Regions from separate parts of the Arabidopsis thaliana genome. Here region 1 is linked to region 2. Evidence: chromatin contacts called from public capture Hi-C data. All regions are on one chromosome and are shown on one strand. The core of a region is the stretch at or near the end of the contact, and the rest is flanking DNA. Distances in the headings are between cores, read along the strand shown. Region 1 holds the start of CYP702A6 (cytochrome P450, family 702, subfamily A, polypeptide 6). Region 2 holds the start of CYP702A3 (cytochrome P450, family 702, subfamily A, polypeptide 3).

Evidence for each region. Capture Hi-C pulls out chosen DNA fragments and counts their contacts.
Region 1: a contact with region 2 is called in a capture Hi-C map of shoot, with 4 times the contacts expected there. A contact is called at or near these places in 18 of 26 Hi-C or Micro-C datasets (callus, cotyledon, leaf and 4 more), 1 of 2 datasets of targeted methods (seedling) and 3 of 3 other capture datasets (root, seedling and shoot).

What each region holds. Positions count from the first base shown.
Region 1 is chr4:8,805,265-8,808,931 of TAIR10.1, reverse strand. It overlaps CYP702A6 (cytochrome P450, family 702, subfamily A, polypeptide 6), which reads right to left and starts at 1,449. Exons shown (of 7, transcript NM_148330.3): 1 at 1,150-1,449; 2 at 207-519; 3 at 1-109. The coding sequence starts at 1,358. CYP702A5 (cytochrome P450, family 702, subfamily A, polypeptide 5) reads right to left here. Exons shown (of 7, transcript NM_001084924.2): 3 at 3,476-3,625; 4 at 2,881-3,219; 5 at 2,319-2,501; 6 at 2,094-2,221; 7 at 1,700-1,997. The coding sequence ends at 1,916.
Region 2 is chr4:8,734,911-8,738,580 of TAIR10.1, reverse strand. It overlaps CYP702A3 (cytochrome P450, family 702, subfamily A, polypeptide 3), which reads right to left and starts at 1,860. Exons shown (of 8, transcript NM_117619.3): 1 at 1,646-1,860; 2 at 838-1,156; 3 at 1-104. The coding sequence starts at 1,860.

The sequences.
Region 1 (3,667 bases), core at 200-2,699, 71 kb before region 2:
CGAATCCAAACCATTCCCTTGGGAAAAATGTCCAACAGAGTGTGAGTTCTTTTGCTGCATCTGGTTCCATCTCCCCCATTACTTTCTTCGCAAGACATTCAATAATGATCTGTAACGTTTGAATTTGATAAGATGATTTATTAAGTGGAAAGTTCTCTTGTTATGAGCTACAAAAACTATCAAAATGGATGACTTTTTGTTTTTACCTTGCTTGTCGTTTCCTTGATGTCAAGGCTGCCTTTCCTAGCTCCTTCCTTCAGGTGTGTGCGAACCAAGAAATCGATGTCTTGAAGCATTCTTAATTTCAAAGCTTGCGAACCTAAAAACTGGTTTGTCAAGCTGCGGGCATGTTTATGAGTATCCTTATTCACGAACAAGTTGTTTGCCCCAAATAGCCGCGCTAAGCTCTTCGGCATACCAGGAATATGATTTGTCTTTGCTATCTCCATGTTCAACCCAATATCAGTCGAAATTATAACTTTTCCTCCAAATAAGCTTGTCCTAAAAACTGGTCCATGTCTATTTTTTTTGGGGGAAAAAAATGCAAAAATTGAGACACGGTAATCTACTAATAAAACTCGGAGGAATTGATTATGAGGACTAGATATGTTCGGGTGCAAATCGTTAATTTTTTTCTTAATAAATTGTGGGAATTTTCAAATAAAAAACACTTCAACAATATATTCTCAAGAAGCAAACCTTAACTTGCTTCTTCTTTTTTCGCTGAAATGTTATCCAAAGAGAAGTTTAATTTATTACGATTTTTCTTTGTTCTTTGAAATTTGATTATGTATATAAATTCCATCTAGTAAAATATTTACGAGATACAGTTAATCATTTCTTTAAAAATTATCCAATTTGTTTTACATGTAGGATACAACTATATACAAAAACATCCGCTCATTTATTATAAGGAAGTAAGAACATCCACAGTTTTGTTATTTCTCTTTATTTAATAGATATGTGTTTAGATTTTTAATTTTTTTTATAATACTATATAAATTCATCGATATAAAATTTATCATAATCATTTCTTAAAAGCGTTCAATGTTAATTAATTTTATATATTATAGGATGACTAATATTTCATTGTAGTTGTCAAATATGTAGGTAAGATCAAAAACCAAACCAATAGATAAGATCAATAACCTGAGTACTTTCTCCTTCACGAATGTTGGTAACTGAATAGCGTCATGAGGCTTCATGAACTCGAAAGTCTCTCCAATGATTGGATAACCCATAGATCCTGGAGGAAGTTCTCCATTACTTTTTGGATTCCTCCACTGATAGATCGAGTGACACAGCTTCACCACTATGAGTGAAACTATCACAGCCCAGAACTCATAAAGATCTACCATCTTAAGTTATTTTTTTTCTTTCTAACTCTTTTTGGAGATATTGATTTAGGATAACTGAGGGAGGCACTCTCTCTCTTTGTATACTAGTGAGCTCTCTTGTCGATTAGTATATATTTTAAGATTATTTGCATGATTTAGGTTTGTTGGCTCGCTGAGACCTCTATTATTTTGTATTGTTCTATAACGTGTAATTAGCACGTTGTGTTTTTATGTGGATGGGGTCAGACGGAGGAATTTTTTATACTTCTCTTGTAATATCTATTTTTATGTGGACATGCATCTGATTTATATAATATAAGATATGCGTAGTTGGCTATATATTATTAAATTTGGTACGTGTGCTCAGGTATTTTATTCTACAATACTTTGTGCAGTTAACAATTTTTATTTCTTTCTTTCAATAACATATATTTTTTATAAAGCAAATACTAGAAAAATCGAAATTGGCTATGATACCAAAACTACATGAAAAGTTATAAGGAGAAAGAGTGAAAGGTATAGAAACTGAATTTTATTATTCTCTCATAACACTATACAGAGTTATCCTGTTTGGTGTCTTATGAGATTTGAACATCAGATCCACGTGGAAGCACAAGTATAAATCTTCGAAGTAAAGTAGTCTCTGCCTTCATTGACCACCTTCACACCATAGGTAATAAACGTAAGTAAAAAAAAACTTTGAGTGCAGTTAAACTTGGCTTGAATCGTAGAGTCATTAAATGAGAAAAAACGAACCTGTATCTAAACAAATGATGGATAAAAATGGCCATTTGCAACTTAACGAATTCAGCTCCCACACATAGTCTAGTACCAGAGCCAAAGGGAAGGTAAGTCTTGGAGACGATCGTGCTCAAGTCTTTTCCCTGAAATTTTAGTTTAATATATGCATGCTTAAATTCCTAAAAATTTGATTAGTGTAAGTAAAAATAAAATAAAAGATGAACATCAAATTAAAATCACCTTCCAGCGCCATGGATTAAAAGCTAAAGGGTCATCATACTTCTCTGGATTGAAATGCACATAAGGATAACCCATAAAGATCCAACCAGCCGGAATTGTATAATCACCAAATTGGATCTCATGATCAATTATTCTAAGCACCGTTGGTACCGTGCTTGTGATCCTAAGCGACTCATTTATCACCTAAACCAAAACGGAATACATTGGAAGTGCATGTACTTCTGACTTTAAACTCTCATTTATAAATAAATAGCTCATATTTTCGTTATAAAAATAAAAACAAGTATATTACTTGTATATTTTATAACTTTTTCTTACTAAATATATATTTATGCATTATTGCTAAGTTTATTATTTAAATTAATTTGGTTGATAATGGCATGCCTATAAGTAAGTATTAAACGTGCATTTTTCTTTCTTATTCATTTGCGAGGAAGTAAACGGTAGGTAAGTCGTCATTATTATATTTAGGAAGTTACGTATCTAATAATATATTTGCATGTTAATTAATATATTTGCATCCTTGTTAAGTTATAATATATGGTTTCGTTGGGATACTCACCATCTGGGTAAAAGTCATTGATTTGTAGTCTTCCCAAGTTAGGTCAGCTGTCTCATCCTTCTTAATCTTATCTTGGACGATTCCTTCATGTTCTCTCCGTAACTCCTGCATGACTTTAGGGTTATCACTTATGAGCTTTATTGTTGCCGCAAGGACCCCTGGTGTTGTTTCGTTAGCAAGCACAAACAGAGTAAATATGTACTCAGTCGCAATCTCTATGCTCATAGTTACACTTTCCGTATCTCCAAAGATGGTCTCGAAAAACTCCCCCAATTTCTTTCCTGATGCTCTTTTTTTAACTACTGTCTCCTTTATAACCTTCATCATACGATTTCTTGCCTATAAAAAATACATGCTCAGTTCAAGAATATATGAAAGCCCTCAGGGAATGTTATTGAAAAAGATTGAAAAAGAAATAAAAGCATGGCGATTTTGTGTAGTAATGTTTTAAACTAGCTTTGGGCACTTCGGTCATTGCTATTTGAGACAAACATCAAAACACAACGCACGCATCTATTTTTCCACCCAAATCCTATGCATGCATATTGATCAGTACTATACATATATTAAAGCTAGATGATCGAAAAATATGCACCTTCACTATGCGATAGACACCAGTCCCCGGGAAATTCCAAGCGAATCGAAACCAATCCCTTGGGAAAAATGTCCAACAGAGTGTGAGTTCCTTTGCTGCCTCTGGTTCCATCTCTCCCATTACTTTCTTCGAAAGACATTCAATAACGATCTGTAATGTTTGATGTATTTGATAGGATGATTTGTTAATTAA
Region 2 (3,670 bases), core at 611-3,110:
TGAAACCAACTGGTTCGGAAAGCACTCCAGCATAACCCGAGTTCTTTTACGGCCTCGGATTCCGTTTCACCCATTATTTTCTTTGCAATAAGTTCACCCACCATCTTCAAATTAAAACGTTAGGAAAACATATATTGTTAAAACCATTAATATTAGATGGTTTTTGATGAATGGTTGCATGTAACTATTACTACTGTAAGAAAATTATATTAGCATATAAAATTTTATAATTTCGCAGAAAACATAAGTTTACAGCTCATTCTTCTTGCTTTTAGAGAAATTCCTCAAAACCACATTTTCAAGTTTTTTTTGTTTTGGCAAAACTTTCACTATTAGTATAATGTTCCAAAAATAGCACAAACATTTTTGGTGTTTCAAAAATACTATAAACATAAGAATTTTTTTTCAAGTCAAAAATTTAAAATTTTAGGTTTGTGTTGACTATATTAGATTTTAAAGTATTGTTTTTAGGAGGTAAAGTTTAATATTTAGGGTTCAGGTTTCGTTTTGGGGTATTTTTTGAAAACCAAAACAAAATGTGATATAACTTTATATACCACATCTTGTGTGATGAACTAATGAACTTTGATTCGGATTTTTAATTTGTACATATATATATACTGTATTACGAACTAAAATCCTGTACAAGGCTAACAGTTTAGCACTTTAGCCCATTTCGTTGGTCTAATATTTATCGATGTTTTTTTTTGTAAACTCTTTTTTAACTGGTGTGGATCACCAACTATGAAATCTTATTATAATCTAATCATGCAGTTGAGACAAAAACAAAAAATAAAAATATTGAAAATATGTTTTAGATTTTAGTTAATTTATAACCTTGATTGTTGCCTCTCTAACGTCGAAAGAACCGTTTCGTGCTCCGTTCTCAACATCATTTCGTAACAAATTGTCAATGTCATGAATTAATCTTGTTTTTAAACCCTCGGGACCAACAAATCGGGAAGTCAAGTTCCGGACATATTTATGAATCTCCTTGCTCTGGAGGAACGGGTTGTTTTCTCCAAATATCCGCGTTACGCTCTCCGTAGCACGCAACTGCGAACTCGCCTTTGCTATCTCCATATTCACGTCGGGATCAATAGAGACAATAACTTTTGCCCCGAATAGACTTGTCCGAAACACTTTCGAACCATATCTGATTCAGATTTGTTTACTTGTAAATAACAAATAATTATTTAAAGTTCCATACAATGTTATTGAAACACATACTCATATCATTTATAATAAAAACAGAAGTTCGTAGATAATTTTTTTCTGAAACTTTTTGTCCTCTAGCTAGATTGAAGTCATATATCGAAATGAAAATTAATCAAATATCCTGACAATTATTTTTAATTCTGAAATAATAATTAGACATTTCAAATTTTCAATAAACATTTGATTAATATTTTCATAGTCAAACGTAATGCTAATCAAAAAACAAGTGACTCTAACATATCAAGCTTTTTTAGTATTTAGATGGCATATGAAATTAGAAATTTTAAGTTACGATATTACAATAAATCATGCTTTTAAAATTAGAAATTAGATATGAAACAGTTTATTTGTACTTCTAACCATGATCAGTGCATGTATAATAACAGCATAAGGGAACTCAAAAATAAAAACTAAGAAGTTAAGAAACCTGGATATTCTCTTCTTCAGATACGGTGAAACTACTAGACTGATGTCAAATGGCGTCATAAATTCGAAAGTTTCTCCGATGATCGGAAACCCCATCGATCCTGGAGGAAGTTTTCCTTTACATTTTGGGTTACTCCACTGGTAAACCCAATGGCAGAGTTTCACTACTATGAGTGAGAATACAACAGACAATGCTAAGACATAAATTTCTGACATTTGTTTTTCTTCTTTAAAGATTAAAAGTTCTACTTGTATGATTCACATAGTTATGGCTCTCTATATATAGTCGATTCTTCATTTTTCTTTTCTTTTATGAGTTAACTCTATAGTCGAGTCGACGTTCAAGTCATAAAATATATATGGTTGATCAATAGATCGTGTAATATATAATATACAGTTATATATATTTTTTGTTTGTTGTTGTTTTGTAACGATCATTTTCAAATGAATCAATTACTATTTCATAATAAGGGAATTATTTGAGGGGTGTTTATAAGTTTCACAATTTGGTCAAAAAGTTTTAAAAATGTCAGTTTTTAATATAAAAACACAAAAAAAAATACATGATTTTGAATTTATTAGGTTCTAGGCTTTTAGGATATAGTTTCGTTTTGAAGTATGTCTTTTACGAAAAAAATAATTCTGAAATCTTTAGTTTTTATAAATGACAAATTTAAAAATTATTTTTTCGGAAAAAATTGTCATGCAAAATAATGTTTTTGAAAATAATCTTATAAATTTTCACCGCAATCTTTCTGGAATACTTCCTTTTTCTTCATTCTCCATTGACTTCGTTTATCAACGTGGGTTGCGTCAAAGTCACGTTTGAAGAAGTTATCTCAACACCTTTTTTTTTTTGTTAACTATCTCATAGACCTTTTCATAACTATAAAAAATAAGTTTCTACTTTTCCGTATGGATTTCCGATTATTTCATCATTCATGACCGGTCCTGGTGGCGTCACTTAAAATTATTGAATGAGATTTTCCAACTTTATAATGGCTCCAGTGTCCACGTGAAACCGAATAATTTGGGGGTGAGCACGTGACGTCTATTGGCAAGAGTTTTGCGCAAGTCCATCTCGAATAAAATATCCGGGCCGCTGCATTTTGTTGACAAAAGATGATATCACAGACTCACGGTAAAAAGTGAATACCACACTTTGCTATCTAGAGTTTAGAGGTAAATCAATCATAGATGACTTGGTGGAATCAAACACATAATTGAGCAAATGATATGGACATTAAACTGAAAGTTAGTCTGTCTAATGGTACAACTCGGGTTCTCCGATTAAAATTTTGTCATTAAAAGTTTGTGTTGTATACTTGTATGATTTAAAAGTTTAAAAGTTTGAATGGTACAAAACTTGATTTTGTCATAAACTTGTATGATTTAAAAGTTTAATGGTACAAATGATATGGACATTTAAAAGTTTGTGTTGTATACTTGTATGATTTAAAAAATAATAATAATAATAATAATAATAATATATATATATATATCTACTTGTATGATTTGTATAGATGTGGCTGTCTATTTTTTCTCCACCGTTAACTCATGTAATATATATAAAAAACAAATTTATACTTTTTTGTGAAGGTCTTTTTTAAATAATAAAAACAAATTTGGGTAGGGAGGTCTATTTAAAATAATATGGTCGCAATATTTAACAATTTTTAAATTGCCAATAGCTTAGAGTCGCGTAATAATAGAACCAAACTATGCAACTATCATTCCTACCAAAAAAAAAAAAACTATGCAACTATCATTAGAAATATGTATCTAATAACGTGCATGTTCGCATTGCACGTCGTCCTTCTTTCTCCGACTTTTCCTATTTTTTTTAATATTATTTTATCAAATGTATCTAGCTTAGATACTTTTGATGGAGATGCTCCAATGATAAAAAATAGTTGATCCGTTAGCCACGCTAGTAACATAGTAGTTCTGCATACCATTTTCTCTTCATTCTCAATTGCGTCTGTTTAAAATCAATGATTGTGATTTTCTAACTTTTTCATATTCT